Regions from separate parts of the Anas platyrhynchos genome. Here region 1 is linked to region 2. A link is a contact called in public Hi-C data. All regions are on one chromosome and are shown on one strand. The core of a region is the stretch at or near the end of the contact, and the rest is flanking DNA. Distances in the headings are between cores, read along the strand shown.

The links. Hi-C and Micro-C count contacts between places; a contact is called where the count stands out from the background.
Region 1: a Hi-C map of subcutaneous adipose tissue shows a contact between it and region 2, with 4 times the contacts expected there. The contact joins the promoter of STAM2 here to the enhancer-like site in region 2. A contact is called at or near these places in 4 of 8 Hi-C or Micro-C datasets (liver, skeletal muscle and subcutaneous adipose tissue).

What each region holds. Positions count from the first base shown.
Region 1 is chr7:2,203,767-2,209,942 of IASCAAS_PekinDuck_T2T, forward strand. It overlaps STAM2 (signal transducing adaptor molecule 2), which reads left to right and starts at 2,349. Exons shown (of 14, transcript XM_027457605.2): 1 at 2,349-2,643. The coding sequence starts at 2,358.
Region 2 is chr7:2,087,715-2,093,963 of IASCAAS_PekinDuck_T2T, forward strand. It overlaps PRPF40A (pre-mRNA processing factor 40 homolog A), which reads left to right. Exons shown (of 26, transcript XM_027459533.3): 25 at 1,001-1,135; 26 at 2,549-3,773. The coding sequence ends at 2,641. FMNL2 (formin like 2) reads right to left here. Exons shown (of 27, transcript XM_038182398.2): 27 at 5,850-6,249. Among named protein-coding and RNA genes, the nearest start is that of PRPF40A, 21 kb to the left of the region's middle. Within about 2 kb of position 3,372, at least 3 of the 8 cell types and tissues checked have an H3K27ac peak or open chromatin away from gene starts, as enhancers often do. A contact at or near this core is called in subcutaneous adipose tissue, where this site is marked.

The sequences.
Region 1 (6,176 bases), core at 1,099-3,598, 120 kb after region 2:
GAGCACCCCACACAACGCGCAGCCTTGGTGCCCAGCAGCGAGCTCTGCGCTTGCAGTCGCAGCTCTGGAAAGCACCAAGCAGCCCCAGCAGGATTCCTCGGGGTGAAACCCTCTGGGATTTGTGCGATGTGAAGGGGTGCAGCTCGAGGAGCCCCAGCATGCCGAGCGCAAGCCCTTTGGCCTTTGGGGCTCGTCAGGGGAGGCAGCTGAAAGGCAAACAGCGCCGTGAAACAGCAGGTACAAGGAAATACAACTTCTCCTTGGAAAAAAATAATCTATTTCCGTTAATAGCAGCTCGATTCCAAGTGTACTGCAATAACCACGCATGAAAAAGCGCCTAAGTGCCTGCATGAGGCAACTTGAATGCTTAAGCTGCGTAACAAAAGCCAAAAAAAGTTTAACAGTAATGGATCAAAGTCTTTAAGCAGGGAGGGCATGTTGCATCTAAGTGGCATCAGGCAGCGCATAAAGGAGAAGTCACTCGTAAAAGCGCTCAGGCTTTTCCATGCTTGTTTCAAGCAGAGGCTCCTCGCATGCAAGGGCACGAGGGACACGAGGTCTGCTCAGCTGCTGAGCAGAAAGCAGTAGGAATGCAGAAGGCGAGCACTCGAGAGTGTGCTGCTCTCCAGCCTCCCTCGGCACAAGCCTCACCTACCAGGAAAATCAGAAGGGCTGAGGGGGAGAGAACCTTCGCGTGGACATCTTGAAATGCTTTAGCAGAATTATTTTCAGCATTTCTCTGCTTAATCGGTTTCTCTGTCTGCGCGACTCCTACACAGAGCACCAAGGGAGAGAGAGCAGTAGAAAAAGAGCAAAAAATATTTCAGTAAACCACAAAAACTGGCAAGTCAACCAGGGGGCAGCTGGGGAAATACAGAGAGCCCAGTCAGCTACAAAACAAAGCCCAAAGTCTTAGCAAGTCACTTCTGGGCTTTTAGGCAGCAGGAGAAAGCTCCCTAAGTGCTCCCCAAGTTCGTTAAAAGCAAACATTTTGGACAATATTAATTGTCCTTCAACACGTGTGTTATAAAAGCCAAGGCTTGAAATTAAATATTATGACAGCGCACTGTTGTAAAAGTGACGGGGGAAGCTGGGAGCAGGCCCCTTTGATGTGTGCCAGGGCAGCACCGAGCGAGGAGAAGCCGAGCTGTGGCTGATAGCAGGGCTGCAGGTGGGCACGGCCTGCTCGCTGCTGCCAGCTTTGGTCTGGAGAAATGGGTTCAGAAGTGACTTTTTTAGAGTTGTTTTTCTGCCCTCCTCTCTAGGGCTCCCTAGGAGTTCTTCATGAACAGTTTGTTCCTGCAGGACTCAAATAATTGGCAGAGCCCCATTTTTTTTCCTTTTCTCCTCCCATGTCTTGTTATTCCTGCGGATTTAATTATTTACCGAGGAACTTAAGTTGATTAGGAGCCATGGGGAAGCGTCCCGTGGCTTTGGTTGTGCTGTCACCTGGAGCAGGGGCTCCGCAGACGCTTCTGTTCTGTGCACAGCTGCTGGAAGCCGAGGGGCTGGGCACTGGTGGTCCTTCCCCTGAAATCCTTCACCTCTGGAAGCCGGGCAGCCCTCAGGTGCAGCGTCCCGCTGACAGAGACAACACTGCGCTGCTTCAGGAAACAGAGAAAGCATCCAAGGCCGATTTTCTGACTGAAACCCCGAGTTTCGGTGCAGTTAGCGACCTGCAGGCGGAGGGGGAGGCGCCGCCCGGTGCTGCCCGGCCACGGAGCCTCCCCGCCTCGCCTCAGCGAGCTGCCGGCGCCCCCTGCAGCCTTCGGGCGGCCTGGCACGGCTCGGCACGGCTCGGTTACTGCTCGGTTAAGGCTCGGCTGGGCTCTGCCAGCCCCGGGGCACCGTGTGCCTGCAGCACCAGGCGCCGTTGGCACCCAGCGTGCTGAGGTGCAGGCGCCGCCTCCCTTCCTGAAGGAATATCGGCATGTTCTTCCAGTGAATCTCACTTTCTGGTGTATAACCTTTAATTATTTCCTCACGATTCCTTTACATTCCGATAGATAGCCTTAATTTTACCTCACGATCCCGTCAGGGGGGGTGCGCCCCTCACGGAGCACAACACCGGGGGGCTCTGAGGGACCTGAAAGACCTCATAGACCGCCTGCCCGGATCACCCCAGACCCCACAGAGCACCTTGAGCCCCTTAGCTTTGTACTTTGTGCTTTTATAAACCTTTGGGCTTTTATCCTATAGCTGAGGGGTTAAATTAGTGCCCAGTAACCCTGCCCGGGGGGGCAGCCAACATGGCGGCGGGGCAGCGCCCCGGCCCCGCACCGCCACAAGATGGCGCCCGCGCGTGACGCCACACCAGCAGCGGGGGGCGTGGCCTAGCGATAGAGGGGGCGTGGTTTATGCAAATGAGGGGGCGTGGCTTGTGCACCGGGGGCTCGCCCTCCGCCCAGCACCGCCGCGAGGACCCCGTGGTGCCGGGCTGCCCCTGTGCGTGCCTGCCTGCCGCAGTCAGGCGCGGCGCGGGACAGCCGCGGGGGCCTCGCGGCGGGGCGGGCGCTGCCCGGTGCTGTGGCGGCGGCGGAGGAGGAGGAGGAGGGGAGCGGGCCCGGGGGGCGCCGCCGCCGCGATGCCGCTGTTCGCCGCCAACCCCTTCGAGCAGGACGTGGGTGAGAGAGCGCCCGGGAGGCGCGGGGAGGCGGTGGGGGGGACGGGGAGCTCGCGGCCGAGGCCCCGCGGCGGAGCGAGGCCTGGTGGCGGGGGGAGGTGGGCCCCGGGGCGCTGCCTCAGCCCCGCTGCGCGCCGGTGTGCGGCTTTCTGAGGGAAAATGAGCGAAAATAAAGGCAGTGCTGGCTCATGGGTGCCGGAAGAGGAAAGGGAGAAGGTAGCGGTGAGGGTCGGGGCTGTGGTTGCCGTCAGGCTGCGGCTGTAGGCTGAGGTGCAGTGTTCATGGCCAAACCCAAACGCTCTAGGAGTATTCTTCTATACGTTATATTTTTATAGCAGTGTATTTCCTATAGGGCTGTAAAGGTGGCAGGCTGTGCACTTGTTCTTTCTTAAACTTTGTGCTATACATGCAGACCATAACTGCTTGCACGTACTGCTTCTGTCAGGATTTAACTCCTATGTTACTGTTTTTTCTTCATTTTGCTTAAGAAATAAGGTAGGTACCAAGCACGTAGGTGAGCCCAGCTGACGTCCTGGTGCTGCAGGGAAGGAGAGCTCCTTTCCCGTGTTCCCTCCACACGGATTTTTTTGAACTCCCCTCTGAGCTGCTTTAACTCAGGCGTTCTGGCACAAAGCTTATTTCACAGAGCTGTTTGGCTGACATGTTGGATCATCTGTGAAGGTGATGACTTTGGGAATTTGGCGATTTAAAACATCAAGGGCTGCAAAGTGCTGGTGAAAACAAGGGGCAGGGCTGCCCCGAAAAGGCCCAAGGGAGGAGCAGGGCCCCACTGCTGGGAGCAGCGACAAGTCGGGTCAATGCAGCTATCTGCCTGGACCACACGTTTCATACTGTGGTTTGCTCAGGGCACCTCTAGAAAGTGTAGATAAACACTCCCTCACTCTGCCACAGCTGGCTTTGTTTTTGTGGTGCGAAACATGCAGGGCTGCCTGCAGTCCCAGCTCCTGGCTGCTGCCTGTAGCTCTCCTGTAACCTCTGGGCTAGTTTCGGAGAAGTTTGCTTTCCTTCAGCTGGTTCTCTAGCCCAGCCCTTGAGTCCTTCACAGGGTTAGAAGCGATTTAATTTCCTGCCTGATGCTCCTGGTAGGTCATTCACTCGCACGTGCTGTCCTCCAGCGTAACCCTGGCTGCCACACAGCCTTCGTCTCTCAAGTAGCTGTTCCTCCAGCAGGGAAGAGGTCTGTGCCTCCTCAGCTTTCCAGCAGCTGGCCTGCTGTCATAAGGTTGGTAGCAGCAGCAGGGGAGCAGGAAGTATTTGTGTAGCTCGAATGACTCTCAGACCCGCCCGCAGTGTCACGGGTTGGTGGTAGCTTGGAGATTTGTTTCCTTGTCCTTCGCTGGGGTGTTTGGTTCTGGGGCTGTTTGCTCTTTGTGCTGCTTTCTCTTGGTGGCCTGCGTCCTCTTGTGCCAGGACTTGGTGTGCCTGTCGTTCTGCTCTGGTTTCCAGCCACCGAGCTCACGTTTCTAGGAGGATCTTTAATTGAGTTTGTGTTCTGTCCTACAGTCACCTTTGGCTGTGTAATCCAGCCCTGATTGCTTTACGTTCCTCCTTACACAGTGCTTTGCTCTTCCTTTCCATGGGAGACACCTCCTAGCTTTCTGCTGGCTTCCTCCTGACCCTTCTCCCGCGGTCGGTGTCAGCCAGGGGTCGCAGCATTGATTTCCAGAGCGATTCTGGAGGCGCTCAGGAAGGGAACGCTCCCCGCCCTGGGAGTGCTGTATGTCCCAGCTCGCCTTCCTCACCTCATGGAGCGAGCCAGGAGCTGTGGCTGACAGCTTGCACGTGGCTTCCCCTGAAATTCCTCCCTGCCATCCAAACGGAGCAGCTGGTGCTTAAATTAACCCCAGGGAAGGTGGCCTCGCTGGGAACGGCCACCTGTGTCTCCTCAGCACCTCCCCTTTCATTTCCCAGTGATAATTCTTGCTTCAGCGCTTGGTCTAAGGTCTTGCAGATGCTTGAGGACAAGCTGATTGCGAGTTTTGGTGTCATTCTGGCTTAGATCTTTCTCTTTCACTTCTTTAAATCTTTTCCAGCCCGCAGACCTTACCTTCATCTGGGTGACTCAGCTTCCTGGCCCGTGGAGCTGCAGTTCCATGTCTGATACAGGAGGTGGTTATTGAGGGCTCCCAGACCGACAGTCAGTGCTGGTTGCTTCTCAGGCTGTTGGCCTGCTGACTCCGGGTGCTTTCCCTCTGCCACTCCTTCCCCAGGGTCATTCAGTTAATTACCCAGAGTCATTCAGTTAATTACCCAGGGTCCTTCCAACCAGGGCTGCCTTTCAGCGAGGACCAACTGGACCGCGCTGCCTTACTGCAAGTGCAAGCGTCGTGAGCACAGTGATCACCTTCATAATCGCTCATTAAGGCAAAGCTAGATGACTTCTTTGCCTCCTCTCTAATCTGGGTAGGCGAAGGCGAGGTAAACAGCAAAAGGTGTGGGGCTAAGTTTCAGGTTTACAGAAATTTGTTTTTGTGGTTCCAAAAACCAGCAGTCAGGATTGTCCTCCAGGTTTTAGCCTTTAATTTTTGTTACCCTGGCTCTGTTCTTACAAACTTAGAGTGGTGTTGTGTAACACTCCAGATGCAAGATTGATTGTGCCTACAAGATTTTATTTTGCATACATTTTGGAGGCAAATCATGCTCTAGAAGGCTGTCGTTCCACTGATTGGGCTTTAACTAATGGCACACCAAGCTGGAAGGCTCCTTGCGCGAAGTCCACGTGTGACTGCTTGGCTTTCTCTGTTTCTAGTATAAAAACTGACACGGGAAAAAAAAATATTGCTTTTGAGTATTTATTTTTTTTAGCTGACATGTTGTTTGGCATTGTTGGCAAGCTCAGGGCAGAATAAGAAAACACTTTGCAGGTGAAGGCTGGGCGCTGGGCAGCAGCGAGGGCGAGCTGTCAGCAACCTGCCTTGCTCATTTCCCCTCGCTGCAAGTTTTTCTCCTAGCACTGAAGGAGCCCTGGAGAAGGCATCTTCCCACATCTGCTTCCTCTGATCCAAGTCCCTGTCTCAGCATCTGCAGGATAGTTATTCTCCAAGATGATTCCTCAGCTGGAGCTCATGCAAAGCGCGAAGGCAGATGCTGCTAATCCATGAATCCATCCTGCTGGCAAGGAAGGAAACCTCAGAAGCTGTGCGAGGCTGCTGCAGGGCAGGCAGTGGGACTGTGTCTGCCCGTGGAACAGCGTGCGTGGGTCCAGGAGGAGGGAGCTGCCTTTGGCACACAGCTGTGTACATGCAAGGAGAAGTGTTTATGCTGCTTTTTCCCCACAAAGTTTATGGGCTCGCACTTCAACTGGCCTGTAAACAACCAGAGTGCTCCGCATCTCCTACCTGTCTGTCCCACGGCTCTATTTCGGCCCAGCTCTTTGCTGCCACGTTTCAGAGGAGATGGCTGTTGCAAATCCAATGCGTGTGTCTGCTCAAAGCACCTCAGGTGCATTTTATGGATCCTATTATCTTTTTCTAAAGAACCTCTCCAGAAGTTAGTTACCTTATTTGATTGCTTTTCCATTTTAAAAGGAGAG
Region 2 (6,249 bases), core at 2,122-4,621:
GGCGTTGGCTTTTACCGTGGAGCGCTCTATAAAATCCCTGCCATCTTTTCCTTTTGCCTTTTGCTAAGCAATGTTCCTTCATTCCTTCTGTCTGCTTGGGTATCAGGGTTGGGTTAGAAGCTCTGACATCAGAAGTGCTGGAGCATCAAAACAACCTAAAGAGCAGAAAGCTTTTTGTTCACTCTGTATCAGTTGAGGCCAAAGAATATTTTTGGGTAAAATATTTGGGTGTTGGGTAAAGAAAGAAGTTGGTGTCTCTGGACTCCTTGTTGCTGCAAAGCTTTTTGAAACTGATCTATTCTTTTGTTTCTGTAACTTCTGAGCAGGTAGCTGTGCCCTTCGATAGACAGCATCCACAAAGAGTGGGGATACTGATTGTTAGGCACTGAGTAACACGTTAGTACTAATGGATAACAACACAGACAGGTTCACATAAGCTTAGTAACACTGGGATGAAGCAGAACGAAAGCACGGTTGCAGCACCTAATCCCTCAGTCCAATAAAAGCCCAGCAGCATTAAAGCAGTCAAATACAGCAAAGCAACTGTGTTAGCAGAAAAAAATGTGTACCAGCCTTCACCCTTTCCAGAGATCACAGAATCACAGAATGTCAGGGACTGGAAGGGGCCTTGAAAGATCACCTAGTCCAATCCCCCTGCTGGAGCAGGAAAAAATCTTGTTAAAGGAATGGCATTTGTGTATGGAAGAGATTATTGTATGGCACCCAGCGTGCCCTGTCTTAGCATGCATTGAAAATGGTAAATGGTTTTTCTTAAATCTCTCTCCTTTTCTTTTCAAATCACTTTAGTAATGTGATTTGAAATGGCTTGTTTCTGCCCTGGTTAATAGGATGTGTTAAACTAGTAACCGCTTCAAGCAGTTTCTTTCTAATATGGCCTATGTTAAAATGAAGTCGGACTTCTCTGAAGTGTTGGTATTCTGTAAACTAATATCTAACACGGTTAATATTAATATTTAATATTTTCCCTTTGTTTACAAAGGATTCACCAGAATCAGATATTGAACGAGACAAAGACAAAAAAGAAAGAGAGAGAGAAAGTGAAAAGGATAGAGCTAGACAAAGATCTGAATCAAAACATAAATCTCCGACTAAAAAACGACCTGGAAAAGATTCTGTAAGCTTTCTTATTTCCTTCTTATGTAATGCCTTTGGGCTTTATGTATCAGTGGGTTGCTATAGTATGCAATTTTAAAGGGTCATAACAGGTTTACCTTTAAGTAAGGTGCTAAAGCTTTATTTATGTTCCCACTCCATATATAAAAAGACTGAATGTTCAGCCAAAGCTGAGCCATGCAGACTCTGTGCCCTCACTTAGTGTTTAGTTATTGATGTGTGAAATTATTTGGCTAAATGCTGTTTGTTGCTGGTGATGTAAAGTGTGAATGAGGCACATTATTTTATAGACCGTACTGGAGCACAGTCCATACTGTGACAAAGTGCTATTTATGATTAGACTGCCTTTCTGGTTTTCCATCCAATTTGCCAAATTGATCTCAAAGGAAAATGAGCAGCACAGCTGGGTAAAGATCTGACTGATTGTGGGGCTCTTCCATTCTAAAATTTTAGTCCTCTTGTCACTGTTCAGGTAGCAATTGCTGTGCTGAGTGGTGGTAGCCTGATACGGGAAGAAAATCTAAATTCTTGCACTTCTCAAGCTGGAAAATCGTACAGCAGTGTACTTGTAACTGGGATCTTGCTCTCTGCTGTGGTGGTGCTGCATGGAACTGGTTTTGGAATGTTTAGGACAGTGTTTTCAAAGACGTGCAAACATTTCCTAATGAAAAAAAATAATTAGGGGGGAGGAATCAGCTTCTCGGGGTGTCTTTGTGGGAATCATCTGCCGTGCTGTGGTTAGCTGGGTGGTGCTGATGGCGCTGTCCTTCTGGATAGCGCCCCACATGCTCTGCCTCCCCTGGGGAGGTGGGAGGGCAGATGGCTGCTCTCTGCATTATCTCCTTAAAATAAGCTGCTTTGGCCTCATCTGAACGCCGCTGAAAAACCCAATTATGTGGCTGAATGCGAACATGAACTCAGGTGTGATTAAGTGGTCATTGTCTACTGGAGGACCTCAGCTTAGCTTGCAATGTCCCTCTTTCCCTCCCCGCCTCTTGTTGTGACTGCTGCTGCCTGAACGCCCTGCGAGAGAGGCACCGAGCAGCTCGCGGGGCTTTGAGCAGCGCGCTGGGACCGTGAGGAGGTGGCTTAAACACTGCAGGGCTTACAGGCATCAGGGGGCACCAGAAACACTGCTCTTGAATGTGTTTTATCAGTAAGGTGTCTGTAGAGAAGTCCTGCTGGAAAATCCTGTGCAGGAACAACTGCAGACAGGTGTGTGCTGTACAGGGTAGGTTCTGGGGGGTTCTCGTGCTCAGAGAGCCTGGGCTTCAGCTGGGAGCCTCAGTGCAGAGCGTTCCCTAACGCGCTGCATTAGGGTTAGGAGGCTAACAGGGGGCCCCTGCTGTGCCTCAGCCAGAGAACAAAGCGTGGAAAATAAATCACTCACCATTAGCCTTTTTTCTCTCTGCAGGGTAACTGGGATACTTCAGGCAGTGAACTGAGCGAAGGGGAGCTGGAAAAACAGAGGCGGACTCTTTTGGAACAACTGGATGAAGATCAATGAGAACGTTATTTATACCAAATATGTTTACATTGTGGCATAATAAAAGAAACCAATGTCTGATTCAGGATGTGGGTTCTGATATCCTGAGTTCCATTGTTGGAATAACAGTGGGTTTTAATCTGACCACCTAAATACATTCAAGTACTATTATTACGGGCATCAAATCTAGAAAAGTGAACGAAATTCTGAGTTACAAGTTGAATGTCTGTCCTTGACCTGCTAGGCAGAATGTGTGTTCTGCTCGCCATGGAGAGAGCCCTTTGAAGGGAACAACACGGTGGAAGGCATTTCAGTTCTTGCTGGATCTTGTCTGCAGGCTAAGGAAAGTGTTGGCACCTTTCTAGCAAAGCATCTCCTAAGTACGGTCCTTCCTAGAAAGGTAGTAACACTGTCTCTCCTGGCCAATGTAGGCAGGTAAAATTTCGTTTTTTAGAAAGATTTTTAATATAGTTTCTTGTGGCTTAATTTGTCTTATGAATTTGGTTTTATTTTTGAAAGGGGAAGGCAATGGAAGGGGAGTAATGAATCCCTTTCTTCATCTTTACTGCAAAAATAATCAGATCTTGGAATTGGTTTTTTATGAACTACATTCCTGGCCAAACCAATTTTGAGCATTTATGTGAAGCAGCAGACCTGACGTCCTGGCTGAGATTCACGTCTGTCTCATCTCCAAGCGAATGTTTATGGTAAATAAAATGCAGATGTGGCCGACAAACGCAGTGGGTGCTTCAGTGCAGTGCCGGCAGAGGGTGCTGCTGCTCGCAGCTGCCCTTTGTATTAGTGTAAAACCTGATCCAGAACAGCTGCAGCTGTTTCAGCATTTATCTTCACGTTAAAATCTTAAACAAAATAAAAATCCTGTAAATTAATTTCAGTATGTTGCCTTAAGAACCTGCTGAAGAATGTACCACCGGGTTTTCAGTAGCAGCTGCAGTATCCGTGTCTAGAAGCTCAGTGTGTGCTAAACCCTTCCTTAAAAAGGGAAAAGGAAGAAGCTTGAGCTCCGTCTCCTTTCTGATTGCTCTTAGGAAAGTTCAGCGACAAGCAGTGACTGCTGTGGTACACATTCTGAAACGTTTGATTGGAATATTTTTGTACATTTTTATCAATTATTAAACCTTGTCTCCTAGTGTGTACTAGTATTTATTTCTAGTTTTAAATACTGTGTACAGCTCTGATAAATTGCTATCTTCTGGTTCTTGGATTTAAGCAATGTATGCTCACACAAAAATACTTGAAGGCTGTATTTAGAGTTTAGCTCTGTTTTCAGTGCATTTTTTCCTAATGTATGACAGCTGTTACTAGCACAAAAATAACCCCAAAGGTCCAATTCATGCAGCGCATTTTCTTGCTAGGGTGGTTACGTGACTCAGGCTTCTTAAGAATACTGCTCGAGATCAGAATTAGTCATTTGAAATGCAAAATGCTGGAGACAGCTGATCTATTTAGCAGGAAATGATAACTTTTTTTAACTGAGATGATTTGGTATGGAGATGAGGGTCAGTCCAGGGCCCGTTGTGGTATTGCTGCTTTCCAGCTGAGCATTAATTGCTCATCCCCCACTCACTGCCCATCACTTACATAAATGCAGGGGTTTGGGCAGCAGGATGTGTGGTATTTCCTTCATTACAGTGAAATGGTTGTGTCAAATGTGGGAAGCTGCAGCCTGAAACGTTGGCGGGGGCTTTGCTCCAGGCCGCTCCCCGGCAGCATGAAGCGGAGAGGGGACTCGGCGCTCCCAGGGCTGCGCGTGGTCAGCAGCGACTTCACCCACGTATTTTGTTACCCTTGTAAGCTCACTTCCCTGGATTTGTATTTTAAGATGGAAATGTGTAAATAGTGGAACAGGCAGCAATGCCCAAGTGAAAAAAATAAACTGCAAATGATTTCTAGAATATGAGGTTAGCTGAAAATCTTGTCTTACACTGGCTTTACATTGGTATAGATGCGGGATGGGGAAATGCAGGGGGAACGGATTTAGGGTTTGGTCATAATGGTTTGCAAACACAGAACTTGTGTACAGTATTTTGCTAATGCCTTGCATTTGCTGAACTTACATAAGGAAAATGTGTTTCTAAGAAAATACTGCTTTTAAAAAGGTTTGCCTTTATTTTTCCATTAAAAAAAATAATTAAAAAATCAGATGTTTTTTTTTACGTCTCTTAATCAGATTAATCAGATCTTCCAAAAAAAAATCTTAAAACGAGGCTTTTAGAAAATAATCCTGGTAAGGCATAATTTCATTTTAAGGGAAATGACAAGACTTTTTAAGTGGGCATTTTGTTTTGTTTCATTTTTCCCTCCTTTTCTGTGGCCTCACCTCTCTGCTGGCCTGTCCAGGCTGCAGTGGCGATCCCCTGCCTGTGCCTCCCCGCTGGGCAGCACGAAGATGCTTTGCATTCAAATGCTTCATTTCTGCCTTGAACTTTAAAGGATTTTAGCAAAAGCAGTTATTTTTAAATGTTAAGGCTACCTATGATGATGTTTAACTTTGTGTTTGACTTGCTCTGCTTTGCTGCCGTCCTGAAGGCAACCAACCCTCGGAGCCGCCTGGGGGCCGGGGCTGGCAGCCCCATGCTCCCCCCCCCACATTCCGCTGTATTTATTTTGTTAAACCTTCTAAAATTAAATCTGAATTTTGGCTAAAATATGAAGTTTGTCTCTTTTAGTTTAGGCCTTTAATAGTGGGGGTTTTGTGTTTTGCTGGCCAAACTCTTGCCACCGCTGACTGGTGATTATTGGCAGTTGCTGCAGAGCGGCTGCTGGGGGCACGGCCGTGTTCCTGTGCTGGGTATTTCCTACCGCAGGCTGTGTCGTGCAGGGACCTGGGGCCTTGGGCGAGGCCATAGTGAAGCACAAGAGGAATATTTGAGGTGCTGGGGCCGGTGGGCAGCAGCGCTGTGCATTCAGTGGGCATTGCATGAGTCAAGTGCTGCTGGGGGCACCCACTGCAAGAGGAGGCTCTGCCTGGGCAGGATGGTGGCCGGGGAGGGCGAACTGGCCTCGGTGCTTCGCTTCCAGCCTTGTCCAGTCTCCAACTGCCCCAAAGACCCACTCTTCCTTCCTTCTTGGTCCTTTTTCTTTTTAAAACCCAGCCCTGAGCTGAAGCCAGGTGTAGGCTGCAGCACACCGTGGCCGTGCCCACCGGCAGCACCAGGAGCAGGGGCACTGAACAGCTCACACAGCCCAAAAAGCCTGGATTGCGGGCTAGTAGTGTAAATAGTTTATTTGATCTTATGCCAGGAACAGACCAGGAAAGTAACATGAACTGCTTTTATAAAACATTTCTAATATTGCTAAGAAGCAGGTCTATTACTAGAAAAATATTAAAGAGAACATGCCAGCGTTAGAGTCCAGTTGAATGAGAATTTTTGTCTGAAGTTTTAAAAAAATACCTTTGAGCTTAAGAATATGAAAGCTACTGGTTTCAACTGTTTGACTACCAAATTATTAAATTAATTGCCAAATTTTTTACACAGATTCAAACACTCTTCTGTCACAAGCAGTGAAGAAAGAGGCCATGTGGCATGTTCTCTTTAGCATGTCAAGTACATGTTGCTGTAAATGCAAGAAGGTGGCAGTTTTAAAGTAAACTTCCTGTAAATAGG